3 separate regions of the Rattus norvegicus genome follow, and all the other regions are linked to region 1. A link is a contact called in public Hi-C data. All regions are on one chromosome and are shown on one strand. The core of a region is the stretch at or near the end of the contact, and the rest is flanking DNA. Distances in the headings are between cores, read along the strand shown.

What was found. Hi-C and Micro-C count contacts between places; a contact is called where the count stands out from the background.
Region 2: a contact with region 1 is called in a Hi-C map of liver, with 2.5 times the contacts expected there. The contact joins the enhancer-like site here to the promoter of Dnajb12 in region 1. A contact is called at or near these places in 12 of 12 Hi-C or Micro-C datasets (the A7r5 cell line, the Rat2 cell line, Schwann cells and 7 more) and 1 of 1 datasets of contacts at active chromatin or transcription factors (oligodendrocytes).
Region 3: a Hi-C map of hepatocytes shows a contact between it and region 1, with 2.4 times the contacts expected there. The contact joins the promoter of Mcu here to the promoter of Dnajb12 in region 1. A contact is called at or near these places in 2 of 12 Hi-C or Micro-C datasets (hepatocytes and liver).

The regions. Positions count from the first base shown.
Region 1 is chr20:28,369,880-28,372,579 of GRCr8, forward strand. It overlaps Dnajb12 (DnaJ heat shock protein family (Hsp40) member B12), which reads left to right and starts at 1,301. Exons shown (of 9, transcript NM_001013907.2): 1 at 1,301-1,555. The coding sequence starts at 1,423.
Region 2 is chr20:28,536,957-28,539,656 of GRCr8, forward strand. The region is part of intron 7 of Ascc1 (activating signal cointegrator 1 complex subunit 1); the gene reads left to right. Among named protein-coding and RNA genes, the nearest start is that of Cox5bl1, 35 kb to the left of the region's middle. Within about 2 kb of position 1,350, at least 3 of the 93 cell types and tissues checked have an H3K27ac peak or open chromatin away from gene starts, as enhancers often do. A contact at or near this core is called in hepatocytes, kidney and liver, where this site is marked.
Region 3 is chr20:28,121,742-28,124,441 of GRCr8, forward strand. It overlaps Mcu (mitochondrial calcium uniporter), which reads right to left and starts at 1,362. Exons shown (of 8, transcript NM_001106398.1): 1 at 1,206-1,362. The coding sequence starts at 1,352.

The sequences.
Region 1 (2,700 bases), core at 51-2,550:
CCAATACATCCTCCCGAATTCAACATCTAATATTCCTTCCAATGAACTGCCCCTTTCGCACAGGCTTCCCCATTTCTCCAGTCCAAGTACACAGAGATTCTATCTGGATATTCGGGCCAAGAATGTTGCCATTGGCCGGAAGTCCTCTGTTTCTCTCACACCGAAGAACATCCATCCACGTAGCAGCAAAAACAATTTTCAAAACGTATCCAGACTTTAGGCGGATGTGGACGGCAGAGCAAAAGGAGCCCGGCAAGTTTCATGGAGCCGCGTTCACAGAGGGGGTTCTAATCCAGCTAAGGCTATGACAGTCCTCCCTACACTTGATCCCTCCTCTTACCCTCCCCACCCCCTTTCCCGCCCTGCTCGGTCCCTCCCTCCACTTCCTCACCCCCCACCCCGTGACTATTTAATTTCCTCTTTTGCTTTATGTGTCTGTATGTATATGCATATATATCCACCGAGTCTCACCTGACTATAACAGCTGCTCTTTAACTTTTGTTTGTGTTTGTTTTTCTGAGACAGAGTTTCTCTTTGTAGCACTGGCTGTGCTGAAACTGACTGTAGACCAGGCTAGTCTCGAACTCCCAGCATTCCTCTGCCATCCAAGGGCTGGGATTAAAGGCCGCATTGCACCCTTTAACTTTCATTGGGTTTATTGGTGTAGTTTAAGAAATAGCCAGTACCTGAGTGGAAGTCATTGGCAACCTTCACTAAAGGTTGTTGTCATTTTAGTGGGAGGTCGGCTGAGCTGCATTCTGACTGGTCGTATGACTCTGTAGTGACTCTGTAACTCCTCCTTAATCCCGCAATAACTCGCAAGGAAAATCCCCATTCAGAGCCTTTACATTTATTTCCTCCAGTCTAACCACCCTACCTCCAACCACATGTTCATGTCCACAGGTGCCTGTAAAATGAGTTTCTGATATATTAAACTATCTTAAACGGTAGCCCTCCCCTCCATTTCCCCCTACTTTTCGATATTTGCCTAGACTGTGTCACTATCTGAATGTTTCTGTTTACTGGACCCCACCCACGAAAGTTCTGTGAGGACAGGGTTTTGTTTTGACAATACTGCCACATCAGACAGACTGCCACATCCGACAAATAGCGGGCATTCGGTAAACATCTGTACGATGAACAGATAGTCGAACCGGAACGCAAAGGCTGCCGCGAGGAATGTGCGCGCACACTCAACTTCAGCATTAGCGCTCCAATAGCGCCTCCGAACCGAACGCCCCTTTCTTAGGAGACATACGGTAGGGCTTCCGCCCGGGTTCAACCCTCACTCAAATCCCGGGAAGGAGGGGCGGAGGGTTATGTCATCCTTCCGCGCCGGCCTGCCCCGCGACGCGCCGGCGGCTGGCGCAGCCCTTCGCTCGCCCGGCCTCCCCCTCCCTGGTTCCGTGCTCGGGTTCCGCCATGGAATCCAACAAGGATGAAGCCGAGCGCTGTATCAGCATCGCCCTCAAGGCCATCCAAAGCAACCAGCCCGACCGGGCGCTGCGCTTCCTGGAGAAGGCGCAGCGGCTGTACCCGACGCCAAGAGTCACCGGTGAGTGGGAGGCGCCGCAGAGACCGAAGGGGGCATTAGCACGGATCGGGGGAACACGGGAACGGACCGACGGGAGCAGTTGGCGGAGGGGGGAGGGGTGGCGAGGCGCGGCTACGCCTGCGCACTCGTGCGCGCGGGTGCTGCTGGGATTCGTAGTCCTGTGGTGCCGCTGTCTCTGCGATGCTGACCCCCTGGAGACCCCCGAAGGGCCTGGCTCCCAACCGCTTTCCAGTGCTTGTGGAAGCCTCTGGAATACGAGGCTTCTGGGAAGAAGACGTGCTAGGAGACCCGGTGAAGAGAACTCACGTGGAAAAGAAAGCGAACTACTTTTCCCAGAAGGCTGTTCGGTGGCCCAGGGCCAGTGGCCGGCCTGGGAAATATAGTTCAGGAAAATAAACATAACTATTCTAAGGGAGAATGGGTTCTAGAGAAGGAGGAAATTCATTCGCTCGAATCAGAGAACCGTTAGCGAAATAAGCCATTCCAATTCGTAGTCCTTCCTGCAGTTTCTTGAAAGCGGTATTTTGGAGTGGATGAATTGTTGAAGGTCCCATTCTCAGCCACCCCATCCTACCTTCGTCCTCAGCAGGCCCGGGTCGAGGGGGTCTTATGGACTGCTACGACAGATGAGTACCAGGTAGCTGAGTAGCCTAGGGGTGAGACCTCCCAAACCAAGCAAGGAATAGTGATCTTGATTCTGCTACTCAATCGTCTCAGTTTACCTGGTACCCACCCCCACCCCCCGCCTTTTTGCGTTTGTAACCTAAGGGCCCAAAGAAAATTTTAATACCAGCTGGAAAGGAGAAAGATACAGGATTTATTTCTGTGAAGTTAGTAAACTCTGACGTGTAGCAGGCTTTCAGAATTAAGAGACCCATGTCTCATCGTGAACTTGGGTTCCCCTATCTGGAAGTTTAGGGAGTTGGAACAGATAATGTATATAAACAAGAATATCCGCAGTGCTTTTCTATATAGAAAGTTCTCGGTATGTTTTGCCACCCGATCCTGCACAGTCCGGAAGACAGAGCACCACTTTTATATCTTCTGTAGATGAGGAAATACTCGGCGATAAGCGTCTTAGGCTGTGACACAGCTAGAAAGTGGAAAGCCCTGAGACTCCATAAGTGTTTATTAAAATGAAATGA
Region 2 (2,700 bases), core at 100-2,599, 170 kb after region 1:
TAGGACTGGAGTTAGAGATGATTGTGAGCTGGGAACGGGAATTGAACCTGGATCCTCTGAAAAGCAGCAGTGTTCTTAATCTCTGAGCTAAATTTCCAGCACACCCCACTTTCTCAAAAATAACCCAGTAGGTCCAGTTTATGCTACCCATAGACCCCCAGGTGTAGGGCTATCTTCTGGAGCATGGTCAACGTGTTGGTAGCTACACCATTCCAAGAGCTCTGACTCTCCCTTCCCCAGGGACCATCAGCTGTTCAGGGCTCCTCAGTTAGGGCTGGGACTCCTGAACCCTTCCCCCTTCATGCTAGAATGGGACTGACTGGGTCTTGTACAGACACCACTCTTTAAAGATGCCATTTTGCGGGGTTGGGGATTTGGCTCAGCGGTAGAGTGCTTGCCTAGCAACCGCAAGGCCCTGGGTTCGGTCCCCAGCTCCGAAAAAAAGAAAAGAAAAAAAAAAGATGCCATTTTGCTCCCCATAGCTTTATATGCATTTAAAGCAAGTCATGTGCTGCACACATAACTGAAAGGGAGAGCCAGGAGCAGGAGCCATTGCTGTAGGAACAGGAGCAAGGTGTTTAGAAGCCATTAGAGTAGTCTGGGAGAAGCAAAATGGCCCAAATTAGAGCAGTGGCAGTGGGAATCAATAATTGGATGCAAGAAGTAGAATATGCTTGATTGGGCAATTTTCTTAAACCAGAGGATAGAGAGATGACTAAGCTAGTTTATGTCAGGAATACAAAGGTTATTCAGATTAGGAAATCTAATAATATCCCTGTCAAATTTAAAAGCAATATCTAAATACATGCTTAAAAGGATTTTGCTGGGGACAGAGGCACACTCCTGTATTCCCAGCACTCAGGAGGGAGGCCAAGGTAGAGTTCAAGGTCATTCTTAGCTACAGTGTAAGTTCTAGGTCTAGACTGCAAGAGACTTTTGAAAAACCAAGACCCAAGTTAGATCCCTAGGTCCCACTGGTGGATGGAGAGAACCAACTTCTCGAGTTATTCTCTGAGCTCCACACTGTGCCTACCCATGGTCACAGGTAAATAAACAAATAAAATTTAAAAACAAAGGCAAAACAGAAAAGAAGTAGATATAGTCTAGCTGTTGAGAACTGGCAAATGGGAGAGTTGCATTTGTTTGTTTTGGTGCTGAGTCCTGTGTGGCCATTTGGAAGGGATGGTGTTTCCCAACCCTGGAACAGCCAACAAGGCATGGGCCTCCACAAGTGTTATGGTTGCTAGGTGTAAGACTTGTTTGTATATTTTACGTTATGTTCCTCCTTTGAGGTGAATGTCCTCTCTGCCAAGGGTAATCCTTGGTAGGTAAACTCCATGGTAACCAGAGTAACTCCATGGTAATCAGTAACTCCATGGTAATCAGAGACAGCACAAGTCCAGGAGGTGAGGGTGTCTCTATGTCCTTAACAAAAAACGGCAAACTGTAACCTTCGGGACAGGCCTTAAGGCTGTAGAAAACTCTGAGAACATGAGTTTTAAAATATATAATTTCTCGGGCTGGAGAGTTGGCTCAGCGGTTAAGAGCACTGACTGCTCTTCCAGAGGTCCTGAGTTCAATTCCAGCAACCACATGATGGTTCACAACCATCTGTAATGGGATCTGATGCCCTCTTCTGTGTGTCTGAAGACAGCTACAGTGTACTCATATAAATAAAATAAATCTTTAAAAACAAAAACAAAAAAAATATATAATTTCTCAACTATGCAATATGAAAGGATGCAATATGAATTATATGAGGGACTTCACAGACCTAAAAGAACAGAGGCAGCTGCACTATGAACCAGCTTGTCAGAAAGATACAAAGGCAGGCAGATTCCTGAGTTCAAGGTTAGTCTGGGACAGAATGAATTTAGGTTGGCATAGTGGGAATGGTAATCTCAGGATGGATCCCACCCAGCTAAACTTATTGTTTGTGCTTACAAAGGCAGGAGGCATGGGGTTGGGGATTTAGCTCAGTGGTAGAGCGCTTGCCTAGGAAGCGTGAGGCCCTGGGTTCGGTCCCCAGCTCTGAAAAAAAGAACCAAAAAAAAAAACAAAAAAAAAAAAAAAAAACAAAAAAAACAAAGGCAGGAGGCAGATCTCTGATTTTCTCTCTTGCTAGAAAAATTCTAAAAGATTCCTGGATAGCTCATGGGTTTTCCAACCAAAGTCAACACAGCTAGTATAGAAATATATATAAGAGCTGTGTTCATTCTCCAAGCACCTCTCTCTGAGTAGCTTCTAGAAAAAAAAAATTCTAAAAAAGCTGTGTTCACTCTCCAGAGATCTCCAGACAGCTCACCTCTTGCAGACGAAAGCCCAGACTTTTATTTACATACAAATTTATTTACTCCAGGTTCCCTTTTGATTATCCCATGACTCCACCTTCCATGACATTAGGCCCTTGATTCTTAGAAGACAGCAAGCACTTTATTTGCACCTGGATAGCTTCATTTTTCATGTTTAAAAATAAAGTGCTTTTTTTCTAGAAGCTACTCAGAGAGAGCTGCTTGGAGAATGAACACAGCTCTTATATATATTTTTATACTAGCTGTGTTGACTTTGGTTGGAAAACCCATGAGCTATCCAGGAATCTTTTAGAATTTTTCTAGCAAGAGAGAACTGTCTCGAGCAGAAAGCTACATTGATCAGACTACAGAGCCAAAAGCTATCCACAGAGAGCTGTCCAGGGAGCCA
Region 3 (2,700 bases), core at 112-2,611, 250 kb before region 1:
TTGTTTGTTTGTGGTTTTTTTTTTTTTTTTTCACAGTGCTTCCCCACAATTTTATGCTACCACGGGTCTAGGGCTATCCTCCTGCAAAGCTCCAGTCCTTTCCTCTTAGGAGACAAGGAATCAGAACAAGACAGGTCATGATGCATGGGCTAAAGGCACCACCTTCTCTATTGGGCCGGCTGCAGCGAGCTTCCCATCAGCACACTATACAAGCTCACCTTATAAAATTAATCCTACACTTGTTCTCTCAAGAGTTGGCCAGAGACCAACACGAATGGGCCTCGAAAGTCCAAAGGAAGAGAACATTCTGACCTGTTAGGTCAAGAACTCGATGCCAAGCTCCAGTACTATACTGCCACCACTACACATGCACACGCCCCTAGGCTGTTGAGGCAGAATTCCTTCTTTGCCAGGCAATGAAACCCGGCAAGAACTGGTTAATAGAATCACCAAATCTCTGCCTCTGTGAACAACTTGCCCTGCAGCCTCTCTTGTGCCTGCTGCCCTTCCTTTGGGCACCGGTGCAGCCTGAAAGCCAACCCTCCGAAGGGACCACCGGGACCTTTAAGCACCCGAGGGGATGGTGTTTGCCTCCTGAAGCAATGCAGCATCCACCTCGAGGAAGCTGGTTCCCAGAACACGCACATGCAGGGACCTGATCAGAGAACGGATAAAGTTTGATTTTCCTTCCTGCGTGCTCCTAAGGGGACGAGTGAGGGCGAGGCAGAAGCCTCCTGGGGTCCCGGGCTGCTCTCCGGGGACAGTTCCCAGCAGCATGGCACTGCCACTCTCCTGACACACCGGCAACCGCGGCAACTCCGGACGCCCCAACCCGCCCAGAGGAGGAGAGAAGGGGACAACTTGCACTGGGCTCAGTTTGGGAGCATTGGAGCAAAGCTGTCAGAAACGACGGAAGGAGGGACGGAGCCCGGAGGCGGGTCGGGGAGAGGTTCAAGTCCCGTGCCTTCCCCGCCCTGGCGTCCCCAGTCCTGCGGGAACATCCCTGCTGTCGCCCCTCCTCCTCCTCTCCTGCCTCCCGCCCGCCCGCTCTGCCTTCCCAGCCGCCGCCGCAGGCGTTGAAGGACACGGCGGCTCGGTGGCCCGCCACCCCGGGGCGGCCGCGAGTTGAGGGAAGTCGCCCGGCTCCCCGGCCTGCCCGCGGCTCCCCACGCCGCCCCGCCCTCCCTGGAGCCGCGCTCGCTCACCGTCCGGTGCTGCTGGTGCGGCCGCTGGCGGCTGACGCCCAGCCCGGGAAAGCAGCCGGCAGTCAGCGCTCCGCAGCCGCCGGCGCCCCCGCCGCCGCCCCGGGAGCAGAGCAGCAGCAGGAGCGATCTACCTGCGGCGGCCGCCATCTCTCAACTGGAAACGGCGCTGGCCCAGGCAGCGCAGCGGACGGCCGGGGCGTGGCCAAGGCCCGCCACTCAGCCGTACCAAGCCAACTGCAGCCCTGAGTCAAGCCTCCGAGGCGGGGCTTCCTGTGAAGCCCAATCAAAAGGCGGGAGAATCCCGGCTTCGGGCTGTCTGTCACTTCCAGAGTTACCTTTCGGTCAAATTCTAGGGGACCGGTCTCTGGCACTTGAGCCTCTTGGAATGGAGCAGTAAGGGATGGCACGTTCGATTTGGCTAATCTTTACCAAGTGACTTGATAAGAGAACTAGGGAAATAGAAATCTGTGCTGTGCAGAGCTTGTTCGGAATCGAGTTCTGTGTGTTCTAAGTTGTCTGCATAAGCACCCAACTGGTCATTTTAAGTAGGTTGGCTCCAACTCTCAACCGCATGCCTAAAGTTAGCATCCATACCAGATAGCATTTGGATGTGCTGAAACTAACCCTGAATTGTAAAGTAATCCAATGACAGTGCTGTATAACATGATATACGGTAGAATAGAATGGTTGTAGCTTCAAACTCCCAGGATGAGTACCTGCCATTGAGCTGAATGAACAGAATTGAAACACAATTGAAACATCTGATTCCTTTTCCCTGCACCTTTAGATTGACATTCCTCTCTAAAAGCAACACTGTTCTTTACTATATTTGACCTTGGTCTCGTTTTTTGTTTTGTTTTTTTTTTTAAATAAACTACAGAAACAGAAGAAGCTGGCAATGTAAGAAAACCATTTAAAGATGAGCCAAGTTTCATAATTTTGCTAAACTAGCAAGTAGAACACAGTTCAGAGTAACTTTTCTTGCGGGGGTCCGGGGGCAGGATACAGAGGAGGATGTCATTATGTTGCCCAGGCTGGCCGGCAATGCACTATGTAGCCCAGGATGACCTCAAACTCACCTCCAACCTCACCAGCCCCAGTGCTCACACCCAGCATAGAATTACTTTTTTGTTGTTGTTGTTCTGTTGTTGCGGTTCTGATTTTTGGTTTGAGATTAAGTCATGCTACATACTCAGGCTAGCCTTGAATTGAAAATCATCCTACCTCAGCCTCCTGAGTGATATGATCACACGCACCATGCCTGGTTTTAGATTGACCTCATTCACTTCCTCTTGAAAACACAACTTTCCATAGGACAAGGTTTCTCAACCTATGGGTCGCAACCTTTTGGGATCAAAAGATTTTCTTAGGGAGTTACCTAAGACCATCATGAGGCACAGGTATTTACCTTACAATTCAGAGCAGTGGCAAAATTACAGTCATGAGGAAGCAACAAAATAATGTTATAGTTTGAGGTCACCACGATATGAAGAAT